Linked DNA regions of Mus musculus: regions 1 and 3 are each linked to region 2. Evidence: chromatin contacts called from public Hi-C and promoter capture Hi-C data. All regions are on one chromosome and are shown on one strand. The core of a region is the stretch at or near the end of the contact, and the rest is flanking DNA. Distances in the headings are between cores, read along the strand shown. Region 1 has its middle 15 kb from the start of Gm17250. Region 2 overlaps Gm36857 (a long non-coding RNA gene). Region 3 overlaps Gm17250 (a long non-coding RNA gene).

Region 1 (2,867 bases), core at 141-2,640, 170 kb after region 2:
TTGCGGGGACCTGATTCTGATAAGCCCCAATGTACGTGACCTGGGTGCTCCCTAGAGGTGTGTGGTCAAGGAATGACACATCCCAAGGATATGTCTGGGACTTTCAAATCACTAAGTATCTCCTTGTGCTGATATCTCTGCCTGAAATCCCTTGTGTGTGTGTGTGTGTGTGTGTGTGTGTGTGTGTGTGTGTGTGTGTGTGTGTGTGTGTGTGTTGCTGTGAATGCATCACAAGGCTGAAGAGAATGGGGTATCTCCAGTAGTCACCATTCCACACAGGTGGCATGCAAAAGGAAAGACACACAGTACTGTGCCTGTGCTATGTATTTTGTGCTTATTCCTTGAAAGAAACGCTCCCTTGAGGAAGACAGCAGCAAGCTCCAGGATGAAGGGGACCATCAGCTCCCCTTGCTGCTGCCCTGGTCACATCTGCAGTCAGCCTCACAGGCTCATCTTTATGCATCACTCACAAGAACAGGGTTGGAGCGGCTTGTTGTTTGGTTTGTAGGAAATCTTTCCTGAGGCCATCTTACTTCTTACCCTCTCTCCTTGGCTTGCTTTTCCTTGCTTACTTGGAGAGCTTTTTCAGTCTCTCCCCTTTCATCCTTGGCTCCCTCGTTGGGTTTTCATCCCAGGGTGTGTCTCGGGCTCCTGGTTAGTAACAGCTTCTCTCTCTCTCTCTCTCTCTCTCTCTCTCTCTCTCTCTCTCTCTCTCTCTCTGTGTGTGTGTGTGTGTGTGTGTGTGTGTGTGTGTGTGTGTGTGTGATTTTGAGTTGTGGCTAGCTTCGCACGTCACTCCTGTGGGAGCCTGCTTCTGATAAGCCCCAGTGTACATGACCTGGGTGCTCCTTATGGGTGTGTGGTGAAGGAATGACACATCCCAGGATGTGTCTGGGAATCTCAAGTCACGAAGTATCTCCTTGTGCTGATGTCTCTGCCTGAAATGCTTTTCTCTTGCCAGGCTACACACGTTCTCAAGTGTCTACTCAGGCCTCTCTTCCTCCAGGAGGCTCCTTGTCGCCCACACTGGCCTAGATACAGTACAGCCATTCAGGGGGCTGTGTAAACTGGGAGTCAGGTCCAGCTGGGCAGTGGACAGTCTTGAGTGTCACGTGTGTTTTGAACCCCAACTCTGAGCCCCACTGTGCCCATATGAACCCCAGTTAGCCATTGCTACGTTTTCTATCACATGCCTGTTTGATGTTTTGCTAACCTTGTAATTAGGAAACTGCTGGAAAGCAGGGATCTTTTCAGCTCTGTTCCTAGTGTCTGGAACATATGTAGAGCATCTCTAAGAAGTGCTTAAGGAATGCTCCAACCCTGGACTCAGTGTCTCTTAAGCTTATCCTCAGGTCCCTGTTGCCCTTGGCACACATATCTTTCAATGCCCCATTTTCATCTATGGATATGTGTCACTTCCTCCTTACACTGTCAAGTTCCTGTGGTAACTGACTGTGCCTTTATTAATTTCTGTTACCAGTAATTTCAGTTACTGCATACTGCAGTAGGTGGTCACTAAGTATAAAACAGATCTGTAGACTTACCTCTCTTTAAGAGATGAATGGAAGACTGTTCTGCTGCTGTTTGTTTGTGTCTCCTGAAGAGCCTGGTTCTTTTAATACTAATTAAAGCCATGTGACTTTTGTCAACACTTGGCTTGGATGTTCCTTAAATATCCTTGGGTTGCAGATGATTGAATAGCACAACTAGACTTCCTGCTCTTAAGATGAGTAGAACAAACCCAGAGTCAGTGAACACAGTCTGGGAGTTCCCTGTGTTTCACTGACCTCTTGTCCTGTGTTATGTCTTTGCTGGAGAATGGGAGGAGACTTTGAGCCAAAACCTCAGAGTGGTGATACAAGTGAGTGAGGCTAGTGTTTGGTCCAAGAGTAGGGATAAGGTGGCATCAGGTCCACGTTTGGTAGGGAAGAGTCAGAAATGGAATCCAAGAAGAGGAACCCGAAGAAAAGAAACGAGAGAGTGCCTCAGAAAGGGGTCACCTCAGGCAACAGATGCATCATCAGCATCAGAGGACTGATGGAGAGAGACATCCTTGGCCGTCCCTGGCCTGCCTTTGTAGGACAAGATGAAGGAAGATAACTTTCCTGTTCTCACAGTGGAGACTCTTCCTCACTTGGAATGAGGCTGAATCCATTTCAATGAATCTGGTTAAACAAAGCCCATGCAATGCAGCTAAAAGAGCCCAGCAGAGGCTCTAGTTACGTGGCAACCTTTTCTGCCCATAGTGTGGCTAGCATTCATAACCAGGCCAGTTATAAAGACTGGGTTGAACCCAAGCAAGGAAGAAGTGGGTCCAGGCCTCTACTTATTTCTCAAGTCCAGTAGATTTAGTAGAACTCATAAGTATGGAGAAACCAGACCCAAGCCACCTTCCTCTCGGAAGGGGATGCTTTTGTTTCCAGCCAGCTTACGTCAGTGTAGAAGATGAGGCCCTGATAAAACAATGTCTTTATTTCCTATGTATATTTCTTTGTTCCTAAAAGAGCACTAATGTGTTTTCATGTCGTGTTCAAAGAAGAGATTGTCCTGGAGAAACCGCAGCTCCCTTGGAAGGGCAAGCAGGACATGAAACCCTCCTACCGACCTACTGCTCTCTCTGCTAAGCTAAGAGCAGGGCTTCCTGAGCCAGGGCAAGCTTTCTGGTTCAGGTGGTTTTTGATTAGAGCAATTTTTTTTAAAGATTTATTTATTATTATATGTAAGCACACTGTAGCTGTCTTCAGACACACCAGAAAAGGGAGTCAGATCTTGTTACGGATGGTTGTGAGCCACCATGTGGTTGCTGGGATTTGAACTCTGGACCTTCAGAAGAGGAGTCGGGTGCTCTTACCCACTGAGCCATCTCA
Region 2 (2,866 bases), core at 278-2,777:
TGCCCTTGTCATGCACTAGGCCCTCTTCCCTGCTCCTCACTCTGAGAGAACTTCTCTCCCTTCCCGTCAGCTTCGAGTTTTTCTTTGGTTGTGTCTATTCTGCAGGCAAATCTGTTGAATGAGTCTCTGATGACTTTGGTTTTGAGGGTCACTCTTGTGAGGTGTTGTTGCTGTTGTTGCTTTGCTTTTGCGAGACAGGGTTTCTCTGTGTAGCCCTGGCTGTCCTAGATTCACTCGGTAGACCAGGCTGACCTCAAACTCACAGAGATCCACCTGCCCCTGCCTCCCGAGTGCAGGGATTAAAGGTGTGGGTCACCACTGCCCAGCAGGGTTGCTCTTGTCTTGGTAGCATGTGGTGCATCTCGGTCACAGTGTTCTCGATGCTTGGTGGTCTTTGAGTCTGTGTTTTCTTCTGGTACGAGAGGCCCCATGAGTACGGAGATGAGTTGTCTTTAGTGGTGAGGTGGGAAACTGTGGGGCTGGGCAGTGTGAGTCAGGAAAAAATGCTTTTATTTCTCCTGGATGAGGCCAGATTCAGGGTGTGGTTGCCTCTGGGGCTTGTTGTCTGTTCTGCTCAGTATATGTGTGTTCCTATGATGTGTGTGTGTGTGTGTGTGTTTGTATGTATATGTGTGTGTGTAAGACCACTTTTTTGTATGCTGTACTTTAGTGTCTTAGCCATCTCTGATGGTGAGTGCCTTAGAACCTTCTGTTCTGTATGCTTCCCCCCGCCCACTGCCCCACACTGTCCTTTTTTTGAATCTAGAGGTCCTTGGAGACATCCCATTATACAACTATACAACTGATCTCTCCTGCTTGTTTTGGGCTCATTCATCTGAGTACATCTGTTGTGTGTCCTTCACTGTTTCTGGCTACAGAGGTTGCCTTTCTCTATCCTTAAAAATTTTCCCTCATGTCTACAGTTGACAGTACTCTTTGCTCTGGGAGTTTTCCTTCTGTCATTTCTCTGAGGTTCTCTGTCTTCTCTGTTCTCCTATGATTTGGAGGAGGGGAGAGCAGGCTGCAGCATGTATTCAGTCTTCTTGGGAGACTTTTTTTTTCCCCCTTTCAAACTCATTTGAAGTTTTCCCATGGATGAAGAATTTAGAGAGACTACCGGTTGATAATTACAGGTGGTGGTGGTGGTGGAGGATAGCTTAGTGTTTATCCTCAGCATCTCTGCAAAAGCTGAGGGTTCCAAGCCAGAGTGTAGATTTGGACTTGACTAAAATCTAGGGTTTTTCTTTATTGCTGTTGTTATTTTTTCCCCCCTATTCACAGTCAAAGGCCACTTTGCCTCAGAACCCTGTCTCCAGTGCTGACAACCTTGTTGCTGGAGAATTTCTGGGCGGAACCCTGGATGGCACCTTCTTGGCTGGGGGCACTGTTTTAAAGCCTTGCAATTTTAGGGAGTGATCTGGGTGGGGTCACGTTCCAGCTGCACCCCATAACACTTCGCAAGCCCTGGCTGTGCCGATGGCAGCTGCTGGCTGCGGCTGGCTGCTCAGGCCCATGGAGGAAGGAAGATTTCTTGTTGAGAAATCTCTGAGTCACTGGCAGCCTCTGGCTGTGGTTTGCTCACATGTCTGTAGCCCTCTGGGGCTGATGTTTCTGTGAAATCTTTCAAGTTCATTCTTGCTCCCCTGGGCTCACCCTCTCACAAGTGCTTGCTTGCCCTGCATGCCGCAAATGGCGAGAGAACATCAACTCTCCATGGTCACTAGTACGTGATTGCTTTCCCAGGACTCCTGCGGTGATGTGTTCTTGGGTCCGTGTTTATGTGACATAACAATAAAATACTCAGTGCTTCTCTGGATCTTTCCCCCGAGGGCATCTTGAACATCCAAAGACAATAGTGCAGTAATCACCATGATTTTCAATCTGAGGTAAATGTGCTTTTTGTTAATTTTTAAGGCAATAAAATTGACTTTGAAGGTAGTACTTCAGACTTTTAAATTTTACCACAGAACAAAAGAGCTCTGTATCCCTAAAGCCTGTGTAGAAATGCACACTTCGTCTTTACTAGGGGTGTGGCTATGTGTACAGACGTCTTTCATTTCATATTCTAGTAAAGCTGGCTGCTCTAAAATTCATTTTATTTCCGCCAAGAATGTTTGATATAAAAACTAGAGGTCTTTCTTTACAGAGAAATATTCTCACAGAAAATGACTAAAGCTTGTGAGGCAAGATTAAGAATCTTAGCTCTCAGGTGTCCAGAATGGTCACTTGTAGCCAGACGCTGCACACAAAACCCCCTTTCTTACTAGGTAGTTTTTAGAAAACACTGGTACTTGGAATTTGCAGATTAGACATGGACCACAGTGATGATTGGCGCTGGGAGTCAAAAATGGAAAATGTAGAGATAGCTTAGAGATGCAGACACAGGATGCTCTTGCAGGGGACTGGAATTTCATTCTCAGGGTGCCCCTCATGCTGCCTATAATTAATTCCAACTCCACGGATAGCTGATGCCTCTACCTCATTGGGCAGCTGTACTCATAACTAAAATGGTTTAAAACAAATCTTTAAAAAGTGAGAAAACCACACATCATCCTTGGGGCATCTGGAGGGAACAGTGGGAGCCAGGCTGGACGATCAGAATGCTGAAGGCACAGGCATGTCCTTACTAAAATACCATTCAACTTAGAACGGTGAATTTGATGGTATCCAAAATACATCTCAACAAAGCTCTTTACAAATCCTGCCTGGGTACCACTATAGACCATTGAGTCAGGCTTCTGAGGTAAAACCTTAATATTAATGTTTTGTAAAAGCTCCCCAGGTGATTCGAACGTGCCGCTGGTTAGGGGCTTGCTGGTTTATAACCTTGTTTGTCTCCGTTGGACAATCCTGACATTCTGCATCT
Region 3 (3,050 bases), core at 234-2,733, 150 kb after region 2:
ATACTCTTGGGTGTATGTGTGTGCATATGTGTAAGCCCTAATACTCAACCTTGCTTCTGATTAATTTTGACATATTTTTCTGCCGTAACACTATATTGTCCTTTCTAATTGTGACCTACATTGTGGGGTCATTTACACTTATTTTGATATTCTACATTTTAAATTCCACCTGTTATGTTTTCTATAACAGAACTTCTTTGGATCCAATGCCCATCAGGTATTTTATTGGTAGAATGGATTCTGTTTCCAGGTTGACTCATTTAAGCCCTGATAAACCAGAGCCCTGGCCTCCTCAGCAACTTGAAGATTATCAAAATCACCTTATCTGAATGGGGGAGGGGGGACCGGGTGGGGGGAGTAAGTATTCAGCTGTAGTGACTCAGCCAACTCCTCCCATTCCCCCCCCCCCAAAAAAAAAACTATATAGGAGACCGTTCTCCATGAGGAAATGAAGGTATAAAACGTTTTCCAAGATCCAGAGGAAGAGAGACAAGCTCATGAATGACAAATGCCATGGAGGGCCAGAGTGACTGTTTGTTCAAAAAGCTTTTGAATACGAGGCTCCAGTGGCCCATCCCATGGGTGGCTGTGCCCTTCAGCAGACACAGAGCCTCTGACTACTATCTGCACGGTCCTCCGTGTAGTGTTCCCCACAGCCAGATCTCCCCACATCCACGGACATCGAACGTCTGGAATACCAGCCCTGGGAATTTCCTCAGCTGTGCTGGAGCTTGGGAAGGCTCAGCATTGTTTGTGGAGCCATGGAGGCAAAGCTAGGAACTGTGTGCTGCTGACTGGATACCAGGTGGTCTCCTCAGCCACAGTGTCTTTCCCGAAACTCCACACTCACTCGTGTGGAGTCACTCAGGAAGGTCTCTGTGCGTGGAACCTCAAAGAGACAGTCCAAACACTTGAGCCGCTTTAGAAATTAATGGTCAGGAATGAGTTAGTTAAAATCTATGAGAGACTGCTCAAATACACCTCTGACTCCCAAATCCTGCAGCCTTTAAAAAAATTAGTGAATGAAAATAAAGTTCTCCGAATCTCTGAAGCCCTCCTTCCCCACGAGAGGACCTTGTGCTCTGGACACGCACCATCAGCATTTCTATTTAGGGGCAAACCTCAGACAGAGAAATGTTTACCATTGAGCCGTCCCAGCACAGTGAAGTGACTTTTCTGTCACTGAGGTCACCCTGCCATGGGCCTCTCACTTCCTCTTCAGCTGCTAGTATTCCAGCAATCCCTGCGATGCAGAACTGCCCGCCCAGCCATCTCTCACCCTTAATGACAAGGGGGACTGTGACCAGTCACATTTTCTCACAGTTCAGAGTTGGGTCTTAGAATTTGTCCCAAATCCTCCAATCCCCCTTGGTCTTCTCAGATCCTTGGTTTTGTTTTGTTTTTTTCCTCGGTGGAATGCATCTGGAGCTCAGATACAGGACTCACCCCCAGTGTTGGAGCTTGTAGGTCACAGTGACATCCAATGGATTCATTAACATAGCAATGGGAAAGAGACTAGAAGGCCGGGCTTCCGGGGAATGCCACGCTTTTGTTTTAAATCCCCACATTGAATCCTAATAAGACTGGGAGAGAGCAGGGGATACAAGGATCTGTTTTGCAAAACTATGGGGCCACAAGCATAGAGATGGAGCTGTGGGAGTGAAAAGCCTAACGCTAACAAGTTGAGCAGCAGTGGGGATAGGGGTGGGTGGGGGTGGAGATAAGGGGGTGCGAATCTAAAATAAGACTCTAGACACTAGCTTCCTAGGCTCTTGTTTCAACAGGGAAAGTGTCCCACATCTCCCTTCTTTCTTTTATGTTTGGGGAGGTAAGATCTCACTAAGTATCCATGGCTGGCCTGGATTATATTATATTATATAGACCAGACTGGCCTCACACTCAGAGAGGTTCACCTATCTGCTAGCACTCAAGAAAAAAAAAAAAAAGGAGGAGGAGGAAGAGGAAGAGGAGGAGGAGGTCTTCTGGCTGCCCCACCTGGTTCCCTCCCTCTCCTCTCCCTTCACACCCCTCCCAACATGGCCCAGCTCAACTTGGTCATGTCCACTCTGGACTCTCAGATATCCCAGTTCCTGCCCCTGGCTGTGCTCTCCCTTTTATTTATAATAAACTTCGTCCTGCACCTAGAAGCGGTCATGACCTTTCCTTTCCTTTCTTTCCTTTTCTTTTTTCTTTCTTTATTTATTTTTCCCATTCACCCCTGGGCTTTATTCTTTGAGAACACAGTGCCTTTTCCCCTTCCCTGTTTTCCAGAACCAGGCTGTGTTACCGTAACTTGGAGATCTTTCCATCGCTTTTGGCTTTGGTTTGGAGAAGCAGGTAAGTCAGTAACATGAAAATTCTATGACGCGAGCCTGAGAGGGCTTAGCTTCACATCTGTTTTTTATTTTTCCATGTGCAGAGTAGCTTTCTGCATGCCACCTGTAGGTTTTGATTCCAGCATCCTCAGACAACAACAGAGACTCCTCAGATAGGGCCAGAGTAATGGGCCTACTTAAACACATGATCAAAAGTTGTATGTACAGTTTAAGAAAATCAAATTTTAGCCAAAGAACAGTGTTAGAAGTCTTCGAGGTACAGGGATGAGAGTGCTTCTTCTTGGTTCATTTAACTTTTTGTCTAGAAATTCCAGAGAACATGTAAAATTGCTTCTTCTAGAAGTCTCAACTCTGAAATCTCTCCCTCTATGATGCACCCTGCCACCCACTGTCTACTGTTACAAAGGGGTGCCCGCTGTGAGTGCAGAATTTGGAACTTAAAGGCTCAACAAACAATTTTATTCAGGGCATGGGAGGGGAGTTGAGGGAGCAGAGACAGAGAGGAGAGAGAGAGGAGAAGAGGAGTAGAGGTCGGCCATGAGCACATGGAGAGAGGGGTGGAGAGGAATGGGGGGGAGAAGGGACAGAGGAGGAAGATGGTAAGAGAGCAAGAGAAGCAGAGACTGAGGATAGGCAAGCAGCCCCTTTTATGAACTCACTATAACTGAGTAACTGCGGGGCGGTGCCTAGAAGAAATGCTAACAATGATAGTTA

The links. A called contact is a pair of places that touch in the nucleus more often than the background predicts. Capture Hi-C pulls out chosen DNA fragments and counts their contacts.
Region 1: a Hi-C map of bone marrow-derived macrophages shows a contact between it and region 2, with 20 read pairs. The contact joins two enhancer-like sites. A contact is called at or near these places in 6 of 39 promoter capture datasets (the 3T3-L1 cell line, the HPC-7 cell line, cranial neural crest and 3 more), 3 of 484 Hi-C or Micro-C datasets (bone marrow-derived macrophages, granulocyte-monocyte progenitors and regulatory T cells), 15 of 115 datasets of contacts at active chromatin or transcription factors (the HPC-7 cell line, bone marrow-derived macrophages, craniofacial prominence and 8 more) and 1 of 9 other capture datasets (bone marrow-derived macrophages).
Region 3: a contact with region 2 is called in a promoter capture Hi-C map of adipose tissue. The contact joins two enhancer-like sites. A contact is called at or near these places in 8 of 39 promoter capture datasets (the 3T3-L1 cell line, the C10 cell line, the HPC-7 cell line and 5 more), 2 of 15 datasets of contacts at CTCF or cohesin (the NIH/3T3 cell line and embryonic stem cells), 41 of 484 Hi-C or Micro-C datasets (2-cell embryo, 8-cell embryo, B cells and 17 more), 25 of 115 datasets of contacts at active chromatin or transcription factors (the HPC-7 cell line, acute myeloid leukemia, bone marrow-derived macrophages and 9 more) and 5 of 9 other capture datasets (adipose tissue, bone marrow-derived macrophages, embryonic stem cells and 2 more).

What each region holds. Positions count from the first base shown.
Region 1 is chr2:71,763,726-71,766,592 of GRCm38.p6, forward strand. No RefSeq gene overlaps it. Among named protein-coding and RNA genes, the nearest start is that of Gm17250, 15 kb to the left of the region's middle. Within about 2 kb of position 1,391, at least 16 of the 459 cell types and tissues checked have an H3K27ac peak or open chromatin away from gene starts, as enhancers often do. A contact at or near this core is called in the HPC-7 cell line and bone marrow-derived macrophages, where this site is marked.
Region 2 is chr2:71,593,159-71,596,024 of GRCm38.p6, forward strand. The region is part of intron 1 of Gm36857 (a long non-coding RNA gene); the gene reads left to right. Among named protein-coding and RNA genes, the nearest start is that of Gm36857, 3.3 kb to the left of the region's middle. Within about 2 kb of position 1,528, at least 76 of the 459 cell types and tissues checked have an H3K27ac peak or open chromatin away from gene starts, as enhancers often do. A contact at or near this core is called in the HPC-7 cell line, acute myeloid leukemia, adipose tissue and 3 more, where this site is marked.
Region 3 is chr2:71,743,823-71,746,872 of GRCm38.p6, forward strand. All of the region lies in intron 3 of Gm17250 (a long non-coding RNA gene), which reads right to left. Among named protein-coding and RNA genes, the nearest start is that of Gm17250, 5.2 kb to the right of the region's middle. Within about 2 kb of position 1,484, at least 74 of the 459 cell types and tissues checked have an H3K27ac peak or open chromatin away from gene starts, as enhancers often do. A contact at or near this core is called in the HPC-7 cell line, acute myeloid leukemia, adipose tissue and 3 more, where this site is marked.